Regions from separate parts of the Mus musculus genome. Here region 1 is linked to region 2. A link is a contact called in public promoter capture Hi-C data. All regions are on one chromosome and are shown on one strand. The core of a region is the stretch at or near the end of the contact, and the rest is flanking DNA. Distances in the headings are between cores, read along the strand shown.

What was found. Capture Hi-C pulls out chosen DNA fragments and counts their contacts.
Region 1: a promoter capture Hi-C map of liver shows a contact between it and region 2, with 4 times the contacts expected there. The contact joins the promoter of Pomp here to the promoter of Zscan25 in region 2. A contact is called at or near these places in 1 of 39 promoter capture datasets (pre-B cells), 1 of 484 Hi-C or Micro-C datasets (B cells) and 1 of 9 other capture datasets (liver).

Annotation. Positions count from the first base shown.
Region 1 is chr5:147,859,364-147,866,109 of GRCm38.p6, forward strand. Pomp (proteasome maturation protein) reads left to right here and starts at 1,265. Exons shown (of 6, transcript NM_025624.3): 1 at 1,265-1,328; 2 at 3,190-3,287. The coding sequence starts at 1,326.
Region 2 is chr5:145,275,288-145,282,752 of GRCm38.p6, forward strand. Zscan25 (zinc finger and SCAN domain containing 25) reads left to right here and starts at 5,184. Exons shown (of 6, transcript NM_001081431.2): 1 at 5,184-5,340. It overlaps Gm38740 (a long non-coding RNA gene), which reads right to left and starts at 5,762. Exons shown (of 2, transcript XR_868692.2): 1 at 5,102-5,762; 2 at 4,219-4,299.

The sequences.
Region 1 (6,746 bases), core at 15-2,514, 2.6 Mb after region 2:
TTTCTCTCTGCTTCTGACTGCAGAACCCAAGTGACCAGCCGCCTCATCCTCCGGCCAGCACAGCTAAGACCTGTTTTGTCTTCTTCTCCTTCGTGCTATGCCATACTCTCATAATGTGAGCAACAGGGCTGGAGAGATGGCTCCGCGGTTAAGAGCATCTGTTGCGTCCCTTTCCCAGCACCCAGAGGGTGGTTCCCAACCATCTACCTATAACTCCAGTCCTATAAGACCCTAAGACTCTTTCGTGTTGGCAAACACCGCTAATGTTGCAAAAGAGTGTGAGGGCACCAGGCACACACCTGATGCACACGCAGACAGTCAAACAAAACGTTTTAGAGGAATCCTTTAAAAATTAATTTTAAAAAGCTTAATGAAAAGCCGGGCGTGGTGGTGCACGCCTTTAATCCCAGCACTTGGGAGGCAGAGGCAGGCGGATTTCTGAGTTCGAGGCCAGCCTAGTCTACAGAGTGAGTTCCAGGACAGCCAGGGCTACACAGAGAAACCCTGTCTCGAATAACAAAAAAAAAAAAAAAAGCTTAATGAAAAGACTTAGGGAGATGACTCATGTACAACATGTAGAACCACGTTATTTGTAATTCTAAGAGCCTGACATACGTTAGCTCTGATGACCCTGACTTAAAATTGTCACCACCACCACCCCCATGTCACCGAAAAGGACTTAGTCCCAGGGAACCTCCCAAGTCTTTGCTGTCTTCCAGTCTGGCCACACTGACCATATCGCCGCCTTCTGCCTCCCGCTTTTAAGTTGCTTATTATGAACGAACCGGTGGCCAGACCTGACTTGGGACTCAGGTTGTGATTGCCCCCCAAGTTCGGAAATATCCACACCCCACAACCCTGGAGCCCGCCTCTGCCTGAGGCTCGGTGCCTAAGCTAGCTTGGTCCTTTCCTTAGGTTCTACACATACCCAGCCTCGGACCTTCGATTTATAAAACCGTAAAGGCCTGTTGTCCCACTTTTGACTCAGCAGAAGGACTTTATGTAAATCACCACCGTGCGTCCTTGGATGGCCCGTGGGAAGTCTGTGCATTTGCACACGCCCATCTAACACCGTCCCGCGAGGCCAGGGCCAGTGCACACCCGAGCTGCGCCCTTGGCCCTCGCTCACCGGGGGACAGCGAGCGTGGGAGCCCCGGCCCAACGCTACTCCCTGCTCCTCCCACGCCCCCTTTCCTTCCTGGCCGGAAGGACGCACTTCCGGCGGATGGGGCGGAGGGGTGGGCGTCTCGGCCCCGGAAACGGAAGTGAGCGGTTTGGCCGGCGGACTCGAGCAGGTTTATAGATCTCACAGAGCTGTTTCAAAGATGGTGAGTGAGCGCGGAGGGCCGCCGTCGCGGCGGGTACTCGTGGTGCGGGCACGATCGCGACTGCCCGGTCCCGGCGGGTGTCTGACGTGGGCGGGACCCGGGCTGCACTCTCTCGGGTGGTCCTGGCTCCGATCGGACGGCGCGGGTCAGTTCCCCGGGCCTCCCAGGCCACAGCGCCCCTTCCCAGCAGTGGAGGCGGATGCACTCCATGCACTGGGCACCTCCGAAAGCCAAGCCTTGTGTGCGTGTTGGGACACGCCACGTGCCTTCTCCCTTAGGGTGACTGCACCCCTACACCCGCCAAGGCGCACGACCGCCCGTTGCATTCGTACAGCTCAGCCTCGGTTTACAAACATCTCTCTGTGTGCCATGTGTCGCTCCCGTTTTGTTCGTATAGTTAGTGCTTGAACTCCCTCGCATCCCCCTCTGGCCTCTCCTCCCCTTCTGGCCTCTCCTCCTGCCCCACTTTCTGTTTCTCTTTGAGCATAGTCCTGAGTCACTATGGCACTCCTCCGCACGCCATCTGCCCACGTCCAGAAAGCTTGGATTGGCAGAGACCGCTAACCAGTGTAAAGGAATGTGAGAAACGCTGAAATATGAATGGTTTTTAGGTCTTCATAGACTTAACTTGTATCTGACACTGAACTAGAACCTTAAGGAGTCCTCATATTTTACAAAAGGACACCGGGACGATAGTAACAGCAATACTAGAGTTCAGAATTTCCCCTTTGTGTGTAGCGAAACTTCTCCTTTGGTGCTTTTCAGTACATCTGTCCCCAGGAGAACACTGTACTGTAGTGGTGTCAGTCAGCATTGGGACAGCTATAATCATAGACAGGGCCAGTCCTGGAAGTCTGTGCTTGACTGGCAGTCACGGAGTAGGTGACTGTCCAGGATAGATTACCTGTTGTCTTCCTGATCCCCGTGGTTTCCTGTGTGAAGAGTGGGGACACCAACAGTACCAGGCCCTTGAATTATAGAGTTGGAGCCCCGAACTCTATTTCTCAGATGTTAATGAGGTCTAGAAGGAGATTGTTAGCGATTTTGTTGGTGAGGTGGTGTGTTTTGGGGAAACCTTGTGCAGAATTGGGGAGACTGGTGAGGCTCAAGCAAGACCCAGTTGGGGCTGCTGACATTCCCCCCCATGCGAGCTGCCAGGTCAAATACACAGGTGAAGTAAGTCTATCAACTAGCTGCTTTCTCAGAATTGTTTGGTCTAGACTAGTAACAGAGACCAGGTCACCTGTATCTAAGCAGTTTGTGCTGTCAGATGTCGGGTGACAGTGACAGTTCCAAAGGAGCTGTTTTTAGCCTTTTGCACTGTTTCAACTAGCTGCATTTATTTTTAATCATAGAAGACAGCTCCTCCCCCTTTCTGTCAGATCCTATGACCTCATGTCTAGGTGTCATGCCGTAATTCCACCTCTGGTATTATATTTGACCTGCCTGTTCCCTGGGGTTCTGTCCTCAGCCTTTTCATTGGGTTAAAACACTACAGCCAATGGGAAGGTTCTTTCCAGTGAAGCAGATCTGGCTGATCATACCAAGATTAGGGTAAAGCTCAAGTTTTTTGGTACATACGACTGTCCACCTTTGAATTTTACCCCTTCAATCATGTCAGTCATCTCAAACTGGCCGTAGTTTGTCTTCATTCCTTTTCTTTTTCTTCATACGATGCTCTCCCTGCTGCCACATTTAGAAGTCAGAGCAGGAGTCTTTCTACCTTCGGATGCGGTGCTCAATGTACCCCGTGCGCTGGCTACCGCAGCACTTAAGGCTCTCTCTGTAGATCCTGGGTTCCTTAAGGGCACGGTTCTTAGCGCCTCTGTCCTCTAACCAGCGCATTGACTTTGTGTTGTAGAACGCCAGAGGTCTTGGGTCGGAGCTGAAGGACAGTATTCCAGTCGCGGAGCTCTCAGCCAGCGGGCCTTTCGAGAGTCACGATCTTCTCCGGAAAGGGTATGTCGGGGAGCTGGGGCTGTGTCTCGCTCGTTCTCACGAAGCGCTTCTTGTGGATTCTCTCCAAGGTGCTCTCCCTGGAAGGCTGTAAATGTGTATTTGATTCTTGCATGTTCCTTGTAGCTGGAGAACTCTTGTAGCAGAATAACAGCATGCGGGCTTGCAGGAAGGGGGTCCTCCTAGTGTCTGGGACTATTGGTAGGATTCTCTGGGCTCGTTTGATGAGGGAGCTAGCCCTGGAGTTTGAACCTAGGGTGTCGTATAATGGGAAGCAAGCGCTCTACCTCTGAGATCTATAGCCCTAGCCCTTAGTTTAGTAGGATTCTTACTGCTCGTAACTCAGCCGTTGACCTCTCGATGCTACTGACTGCAGGAGACACGAAAATATAGCATTTATATAGCAGTGGTTAACAAAGGACTGGGCAAGTATGACTTGAGTTTGGATCCCCAACACCCATTTAAGGGCAGGTCACCCTAGCCAGTTGATGGTCACTGTGCCAGTGAGAGCCTGCCTCAGAGCATAAGGCGGAGAGCAGCAGGGGAAGCACCACTGAATGTCAGTTCTGGCCTACATGAAACACACACACACACACACACACACACATGCACGCACGCACACACACATGAAACGCACACACACTCTGGCCTACATGAAACACACACACACACACTCTGGCCTACATGAAACACACACACACACACACTCTGGCCTACATGAAACACACACACACACACTCTGGCCTACATGAAACACTCACACACACACTCGAGCACACACACACACGTGCACACACGCACACACACACACACACACACACACACACACAGGAGAATCTCCGAATGTCAGACCTGGCATACATGAAACACACACACACACACACACCTCCTTAAGAAAGGATGGTGGCTGGGTGGCGGTGGTGCATGCCTTTAATCCCAGCACTTGGGAGGCAGAACTGTCCTGTGAGTTCCAGAACGGCCAGGGCTACATGGAAAGCCTGTCTTGAAAAGTCTCCCTCACCCCGTCCCACCCCACCCCTGAGAGACGGGGTCGGGGGGGGGGGGGGGGGGGGGGAGAAAGGATGGTGGGTATACACCGAGGAAACAAGGCCTTCTTTCCTGACACAGCAGTGCTAAAGCAAACATGAACTTGCAAAGCCTGTGGCAGGCAGCAGGCACAGAGCCGGCACAAGCCAGATGGGGTACCAGTGCTTAGGCAGGAAGTGGACAAAAGCCCCCGTCCATAACCTAGACGCTACACGTAAGGGCAGGCCAGACAAGCTCAGTGGAACTTCATTTTTTTCTAACTTAGAGATCTTTTGTTTATATGTTGTGGTTTCTGGCTTTGTGTTTTTATGAGATTACTGTGTGTGTAGAGGTTTGAGAAAACTCTTATTGTCAATAAGAATCAGAAAGGGAGGGAGAGAGGCAGAGACGGAGAGAGAAAGGATGACGTGCTGTGGCTGCTTGGTTTTGGGTCCCAGCTCTGTTGTCCCCTGGACGACGTCTTGTGACAGGTGCTCAGCGTTCCAGTCGGTGACCAGAGTGAACAGTACTTGTGTTACACAGTCGGAGCAAGGGAGTCAGTACCCGAGAACACGCACGTGTGCCCAGCTCGCTCTGGCACTTCGTGGTGGCTGCTTTTGTTTGTGTTCTCCAGCTCCCTGTCCTACCTGCTTCTGTGATTTCCTTCTTTAGACACCTGTTCCAGTCGTCTGCCCCTGGCACATCACTTTTCTGCTCATACAATACAAGGTCGATGTGACTTCCAGTGTATTTCCATCCTAACTGAAAATGCTGACTTTTCCTGCAGTAGAGTGGCATTCTGGCATCCTGGTGCTGAGGTCTGGGCACATACATAGTCCATTTTGGATTAGTAGGAAAGACACAGGATATGGCCTCTTGGAGTCATAATTTGATCTGTAGTAAAATTAATAGGCTGAGGGCTGGAGAGGTGGCTCAGCAGTTATAGTATTTGTTCTTCCTGAGGACCCTGGTTTAGTTCCCAGCAGCCCCATGGAGGCTCATAACCACCTGTAACTCCATTTCCAGGGAATCAGATGCCCTCTTCTGGCCTCTGTGGGAACCAGGGCAAACATGCACAGACAGTTTTTAAAGAAAATTAATAGGCTAGCCACCAGCTAGTCCTGCTGAGCCCCACCAACGACCGAACCCCTCCAGGAAATGTCATTTTTTTTCCCCAATTGTACAGGGAGACTGCACAGGAAGGCCGTTTTCATGTTCTCCCTCTCTGATGGCGATCTGTTCACAGTGCTCAGTGGGTGGCTGTGGCAGGGCTTGTAGGCTTTGGGGCCCTCAGACCCTGCTTTAGACAGTACTTAGCAGGACAGTGACCGTGGTCGGGTCCTAACTGTGGGTCTCTTAAGCATGTGGTTTGACATGTCTTTATAAAGGTACAGCACTGAAGGAAGAGTCTTAGCTAGCCTGTCTTAGGAGCAGCATCCCATCAAAGTGGCAGTAATATTAAACACATGCTTGTTGAGTTCTTGTAAAATAACTTAAACATTTTTACTAGAAGATTTAGGAGACAGAGGGATGGCTCAGTGGTTAAGAGCACTAGCAGTTTTTCTAGAGGACTGGGATTTATTTCCCAGCACCCACATAGCAGCTAACAACTGTCTGTAACTGCAGTCTTGGGAATCTGGTGTCCTCTTCTGTTCTCCAAGGGCATCAGACACACAGGTGCTACAAAGACAGACATACAGGCAAAACATCCATGCACATAATAAATATTTTAAAAATTAATTTACATGAGAACCCATGAAAGACATCAAAATAAACAATGAAACTCAGTGGGAACAGTTAAATGGTAAAAATATTGCACAGCTTTTCAGTGGCATTACTATCAGGGCTTTATTATAGATAGAGGACTGAGCTAGCATCCACGTTTGCAAAGCCTTTGTCTTAGGGTTTCACTGCTGTGAACAGACTCCAGGACCAAGGCAACTCATAGAAGAACAACATTTAATTGGGGCTGGCTTACAGGTTCAGAGATTCAGTCCATTATCAAGGCAGGAACATGGCAGCTTCCAGGCAAGCATGGTGCAGGAGGAGCTGAGAGTTCTACATCTTTATCTGAAGATTGCTAGTAGAATACTGATTTCCAGGCAGTTAGGAGTAGGGTCTTAAAAAGGCCAGGCCCACAGTGACACACCTACTCCAGCAAGGCCACACCTCCAAATAGTGCCACTCCCTGAGCCATGCATATACAAGCCATCACATTCTGCTCCCTGGCCCTCAAAGGCTTGTTCAAACACATGAATCTGTGGGGGGCCATACCTAAACATAACAATGCAAAATACATTTAGTCCAACTTCCAGAGTCCCCATAGTCTATAGCAGTCTTAGCAATGTTAAAAATCCAAAGTTTCTTCTGAGATTCATCCAGTCACTTAACTATAATCCCCAAGGCAAGACAGGAAACCAGCGGGGCAAACTCCAA
Region 2 (7,465 bases), core at 3,934-6,433:
TGCACATGGGGGGCTTTGGTCTTGCCGTACATGACTGATTGTCACATTCCTCTCAATGGGTGTTGTGAGCACATGTTCCAGGACAGGAACCTGGTCGGGTGTAGATTTGAAAGCCTACCATTCTCAATTATGAGAATTGCTGGGGTTCCTGAGTCCACTTGTCCTTACCAGGTTTACTGTCTGGTGACATGGTGCACTGCTCCACACCTCCTTCCAATCCTGCTCCTGTTCAGCCAAAGGTTCATCTTAGACCAATGGGTCCTCCCCACTTGAACTCCAACTTCCTCTGGCTATGCCCCTGAGACCTCACTGTCATTGTCTCCCCTAGGTCCTTGTTCTACAACCAAAAGGCAAACAGCTGACACAGAAGGGCAGCGAGGAGACACCATGCTGGCAACAGAGCTAAAGACTTAAAGTGGCAGTGCATTTGAGGCTGTGAGAAGGGCCTTGGCCAGCCTCTCAGTTTTTCTAGATGAGGAAATTGGTGCTTAGAGAAGCCACTCACCATACCTAACAACGCCCCAGTGAGCTATCAGTAGATGGCATTTCTCGAATGTTGTAGGTCAGTTGCAGAGGCCTGGAGATGATAAAATGAACTGATCGAGCTGTGCTTGTGTGGTACACAGAGGCATCCTCTTTGCTCTGGGGCTGGCCCACTCTGCCATCACATTTCCCTTGTACAGTTGGTGCTGATTGCAGACATCAGGGCTATGAGGGGATTCACGTGGGCCATCGCTGTGGCCTTGACCTCCATGGGTTCTCTGCAAATGCATTACTTGCACTGCTTTCCATTTTCCCTCCTGGGTACGGCTCATGAACCAGGAGACCTAGAAGTATTTTTTAGTGGTCTTTTTGGAAACTGCTCCCATATCAGATGTTGGAAGCATCATATCCAGTAAGGAGCAACCTGGGAAGGGAGGGAAGGGAGATAGGGCAATGCAGGGGCTGGGGCATGGGGAAGGAGGCAAGACAGAAGAAGTTGAGGGTAGAGAACAAAACTTAACAAGACTACAATGACATTTCTTTAAGAAAAAAAATTTTTTTTTTGTGGTGTTGGAGATTGGTTCTATGTCCTTGATTCAATAAGGAATCTGCATGCCCAGACACTGAAGGTCCTTGTCCCTAACCAGTTTTTGATCAATCAATAAAGATGCCAGTGGTTAATTGTTGGGCACAAGTTGGGACCCTTCGAGTCTCTTGGGTAGGATGCAGAGAGGAAGACCACCATGACTCAGGAAAGAAGGATGGGATACAGGAGCAGCAGGAGACAAAGCCAACCAGTCATGTGAGATTTCAGGTAAGTGGCCACTGGCCACTTCCCTGATTGGGCCTTGGGTAGCAGGGAAAGGTTCAGCAGTGCCCAGCCTTTGAGGTAGCTGAGACATTTTAAAAATAAGCTAATGTGCATGTGTCTTTCATTTGAGGATCCAAAGATAGCTCCTGGGCTGGTGTATGCTTGTGATCTGCCGGGAGCACAAAGGCGTGTAGCCAAAACTCACTGCCACAGTGTGGTTTTTAAAGACAGGATAGGGTCTCTCTGTGTAGAACTGACTGTCCTGGAACTCACTCTATAGACTAGGCAATCTGGAACTCACAGAGATGTGATTAAAAGCGCATGCCATCACAGACTGGCTACAAGTTTTAATTGAATCTATTTATTTACTTGTGTGTATATTTACATGACGGCATGCATGCGTGTTCATGCATACATACTGTTGCATGCATTTGAAAGTCAGAGGATAACTTTTAGAAATTAGTTGTCTATGTCCATCATATGGGCTCTCCCCAGGATCAGGGTTGGTGTCAGTGTCTTTACCTGAAGAATCATCTTGCTGGTCCCATAAGGACATTTTCTGAGTCTCTACTCTCTTGGGATGAGAGGAAAATAGGAAGCTAGGAGGAGGCTAATTATTATCAGTTAGGTTGGTGGGATGGGAACAGTTGTAGGCACAGAATTTCTAAGTTAGGAGAGCTCAATGCAGGGGTGAAGGAGGGTTTTGCTCTGTGAGGCTGAAGTTCCTAGCACCCAAAGGGGACCCTCAGCACCCACATGCATAGACACAGCCTCAGCTAAGGGGAGATCCTGACTGTCAAAGCAGGGTGGACTTTGGCCCTAACCAACTGTGGGTAGTGCCTTGCAGATAATGTGCTCAGGCCTGGGAACACTTAAGAGGTAATGCAAATACACTGAACTTAGAAAATGGTGAAGGTACTTGAGCCATTTAAAAAAATTTTTTTTTTTGGGGAGGGTATTTCTCATGTAGCCCAGGCTGCTCTTTAACTTGCTATAGAGCCAAGAGTGAGTTTCTGATCCTCCTGTCTCCCTTTGAGTGCTGTCGGGCACAGTACTTGCTTTGGTTTGCTTGCTTGTTTACTTTAGGAAGGTCCTTGCTATGTAGACCAGGTTGGTCTCAAACTCACAGAGATCTACCTGCTTCTGCCTCCTAAGTCTGTGAGACAGGGTTTCTTTGTGTAGCCATGGTTGTCCTGGAACTCACTCTGTAGACCAGGCTGGCCTCGAACTCAGAAATCTGCCTACCTCTACCTCCTGAGTGCTGTTTATTTTATTTTTTAAAGATTTATTTATTATATATAAGTACACTGTAGCTGTCTTCAGACACACCAGAAGAGGGCATCAGATCTCATTACAGATGGTTGTGAGCCACCATGTGGTTGCTGGGATTTGAACTCTGAACCTCTGGAAGAGCAGTCAGTGCTCTTAACTGCTGAGCCATCTCTCCAGCCCCCCTTTTTTAAAATAAAAAATTATTTATTTATTTTATGTATGTGAGTACACTGTTGACCTCTTCATGCACACCAGAAGGGGCATTGAATCCCATTACAGATGGTAATGAGCTACCGTGTGGTTGCTGCCAACTGAACACAGGACCTCTGGAAGAGCAGTCAGTGCTCTTAACCCCTGAGCCATCTCTCCAACCCCTCCTGTTTCTTGAAGGATCAGTAACATCACCCCAGAAGACCCGTGCTCTGCTCTTCCTCCATCTGTGTGAGTATTCCTAAGCATACCTCCCCGTCCTTGATGGTCTTTGCTGCCTTTGGTTCATGAAGTTTGGCTAATCCTCCACTCCTTTGTATTGGCCGTGATTCTGCCTGAACGAAACTGGAATACGATCCTATCAAAATTCCTTGAACTGCTGCCTACTCAAGGATTTTCTTTTTATCTTTTCTCCTTTTAAATTTTTTCAGTTTCTTAAAATAATAATAATATTATATTATAATATTATAATATATATGATATTATAATATATAATAATATATAATAATAATAATATTATAATAATAATAACCACTATGTTGAACTATTCTTCAAAATCCAAACCTGGAGGTCAATGGGAGAGAATGTATTACAATATTCAAATGACTGAATTTTTAAAAAAAGAACATAATCACAATAGGTATTTGAATTAATGATATTAAAGAGTTATGCGCTAAAATGGGCATGGTGGTACATCCCTTTAACCCCTCAGGGCTAACTCAGGAGGCAGAGGCAGGCAGGTCTCTGAGTTCGAGGCCAGCCTGGTCTACAGAGTGAACCAGAACATCCAGGGCTACACAGAGAAATCTTGTTTCAAAACAAACAAACAAACAAACAAACAAACAAACAAATGCAGAGCAAAAACCCAAACCAAAGCAAAATGAAAAATTTACTTCATTTTGGGTCTTACTATGTAGCTTTGGCTGTTCCAGAACTCTGTAGAGCAGGCTGGCCTGGAACTCATAGGGATCTGCCTGCCTCTGCCTCCTTGGTGCTAATAGTAATGATATGCACTACCATATTTGGCCTGAGCACCAGTCTCTAGTTCCAACACCGTTTCCTGTCTTTCCCTGAAAGAGGAAATCATGTCTAAGCCTAACTAAAATGTCAGCTGCTCTAAAACAACCCTCCTATCACAAGATGTTTCTTTGTTTTCCCAGAGAAGCCAGTATACATGTGTTTTGTAGGAATTCTGCAATAGTTAGTACACTAAAATGAGAAAGTTAAAAGCATACAGTCATTAGGCAGGCATGGTACTGACAGTATTTTAATCCCAGCATTTGGGAAGCAGAGGCAGATCTCTCTGAGTTCAAGGCCAACCTGACCTATACAGCAAGTTTCTGAACAGCCAGAACTACATAGAGAGACCTTGTCTCAAACAAAACAAGCAAGCAAGCAAGCAAGCAAGCAAACATACCAAGAAACAAGCAGAAACAGCTTTGGGGAGACCGTTTATTTTGGCTCACAATTCCAGATTACAGTCCTCATTGTAGGGGTGTCAAGGCAGCAGAAACTTGAAGAAGCTGGTCACATCGTATCCACAGTCAAAAGCAGGGAGAAATGAATTAGTATCTGTATGCTTACTGTTTATCTCCCTTCTTATACAGTCCAAGACCCAAACCCACCCATAGTAGACTGGCTCTTCCTGCATCATGCCCACAGGCCACCCTGTCCCGGAGGGATTGTCTAACACTTTATTAAGACTCTTCCAGTCGGGCGTGGTGGCACACACCTTTAATTCCAGCACTCGGGAGGCAGAGGCAGGCGCATTTCTGAGTTCGAGGCCAGCCTGGTCTACAGAGTGAGTTCCAGGACAGCCAGGGCTACACAGAGAAACCATGTCTCGACCCCCCCCCCCCCAAAAAAAAAAGACTCTTCCTAGATGATCCTAGATTGTCAAGGTACAGTTAAAACTATTACCTTTCTTAAAAGAACATATTGTCCAATTGCCTTCTAAATATTTATGTTTGGGGACAGTGCGATGGCTCATTGGGTCAAAGTGCATGCCCCCAAGCCCGATGTGTGAGTTCTATTCCTGGGACCTATGTGGTGGAAGGAGAGAACCCACTCCACAGGTTGTCCTCTGACACACACTAAATAAACCTAGACAAATGTTAAAATATTTATGTTTCTACACATAGACTAATCCATCTCTCAGACTAGGGCAGAAAAACTACTTTTTGTAGAGACTCATTAAAATATATATATATGGAATAAATAAATAAATAAATATATATTTATTTATTTATTCCATATATATATGGAAGTGCAATAGAGCCAGGAGATGGGAACCTGGAGTGGCCATGACCGACCATAGAGACATACCTCCTTCTCGGACCTCCGAGCTTCCTAGAGAGGAACCGGACGTCAGCCCTTTCCATAGGGCACCTGCTTGACAGCATCCGCCACCCACTTCCGGTCCGCGCAGGCCTGGGCAGGTGCTAAGCGCGCAGTCAAGGCCCCGGGCAGGCCGGGTCGGGGCGGGGCTGGACGGAGCAAGCTGCTGCTCGGCGGGGCAGCAGCGGGCCAGGGGTCGTAGGCTCCACGCACAGCGGTGATCTCAGGTAAGATCCATGCGGGTCGCGGTCGGGCCAGGCTGGGGGCCTAAGGTGTCCAGGACCCGCAGGAAGACCTTGACCCTGGGACTCCGAAAAGGGACGCTAAGCGTTTTTAGACGCAGATGCAAGACAGGGATGGGAAGAATAGCCACGCGGCGCCTTCTGTCTGCCAGAGGCCTGGAAGATCCACGGGGGCCGCTTGCCCCAGGGCACTGGCGGACCGAGCTAGACAGTAGCAGGGACGTTCGAGAAAGCTGGATGAAGCAGAACGATGAGTGTTAGAGGTGGAAAGATGAGGAATCAGTTTCACAGGCGGACAGAGAAATACCATATGTAACATAAGGACGTGGCCTGCCGCACCCTAGTTGCGCTAATGAGCACAGCGCCTTACTGCTTTGGGCTTGGGGCCTGTTTTGTCAGCCCGCCTGCCCCGGAAGTAAACAAGACTGATTCTGGTTTTTTTTTTTTTTTTTACGGTCTGCATCGCAGCCTCTTTTTCCTAGGGTGTTATGTTTGCTACTCACCTGTCATTCTTTCCTCCCTTTCTCTTTCCTCCTTCCATCCTCTTCTGCTCTCCCTCTTTTCCAGTTTCATCGTACCCAGGTTGGCTTGGATCTCGCCATCCTCCTGCCTTGGCCTCTCAGGCCACTAACGACAGGCCTGTTACATCTTTCTTTTTTTCTAGACAGGTTTTCACTATGTATCTCTGACTGCCCTGGAACTCACAATGTAGAGCAGGTTGGCTTCAAACCCATAGAGATCGGCCTGCCTCTTATTCCCAATGTTGAAATTAAAGGTGTGCACCAGTACACTCAACTTTTTCTTTCGTCCTTTTTTTTTTGATATATGTATATGTGTGTGTGTGTGTACGTACATGTGTATAATATATGTGTGTGTGTGTGTGTGTGTGTATGTGTACGTATATGTATATAGCTGAGTATAGTGGCCCACAACTTTTTTTTTTAAATTTGTTTATTTACTATATATAAGTACACTGTAGCTGTCTTTAGACACGCCAGAAGAGGGTATCAGATCTAATTACAGATGGTTGTGAGCCACCATGTGGCTGCTGGGATTTGAACTCAGGACCTCTGGAAGAGCAGTCAGTGCTCTTACCTGCTGAGCCATCTCTTCAGCCCATATTTTTATTTTTATGTGATGAGTTTTTTTTTTTTTTTTTTCCTTACTGCATGTATGTCTGTGTACTGTATGCCTGGAGTCCAGAAGATGCAATAGATTTTCTGGAACTGGAGTTACAGACTCCAGTCTGTAAGCACACACATGGTGAAGCACCATGTGTGTGCTGGGAAGTGAACCTGGGTCCTCTGCAAGGACAGCAAGTGCTCTTTAATTGCTGAGCTGTCTCTCCAGCCTCACCTTTCTTTTTAGACCCCAATGTTTTGGGAGGGAGTCAGCTATAGCTGCCTGCATATTCTTTCTGTCTCTTTTTTTTCCTATGGGCTTGGGGCCTGTTTTGACAGCCTGCCTGCCCTGGAAGTAAACGAGACTGATTTTACGGTTTGCATTGCCGCCTCTTTTTCTTCTGGTGTAATATTTGCTTCCTTTCTGTCATTCCTTCTTCCCTTTCTCCTCCCTCCATCCTCTTTTCCTTTCCTGTTCTTCCAGCTTCCAGTGTCTGACATTTTTGTACATGCATATGCTATGTCTTGAGTATATATGCCCTAACTCTCCTCTCACACCCCTCCAAGGGACACTCAAACATCTCCTCCCATTTTCACGACCTCTTTTTTCTTGGTCTGAGGGCTGATTTTACTGGTTGATCCTATGTGGGTCTTGTGTAAATGGCGTGGCTGCAGTCAGTTCACAAGTGCCATGGCTGTGCCGTGTCCAGAAGATAGCATCTCACTGAACTCTTTTTGCCATCTTCTGACTCCTGGGTTCTTTCTGTCCCCCCTTGCACTATGTTTCCCGAGCCTTTGCTTTGTGTGGGGTGTTGATAACAGATGTCCCATTAAGGGCTGAGCTCTCAACAATCACTCATTCTCAGCACTTTGACCAGTTTTGAGTCTCTGCATTAGCTGCAAGTAGACAGAGGCTTCCCTGGCCAAGGCTGAGAGCAGCACCAATCTATAGGTGTAGACATAAATATTTAGAAGGTGGCTTGACATCA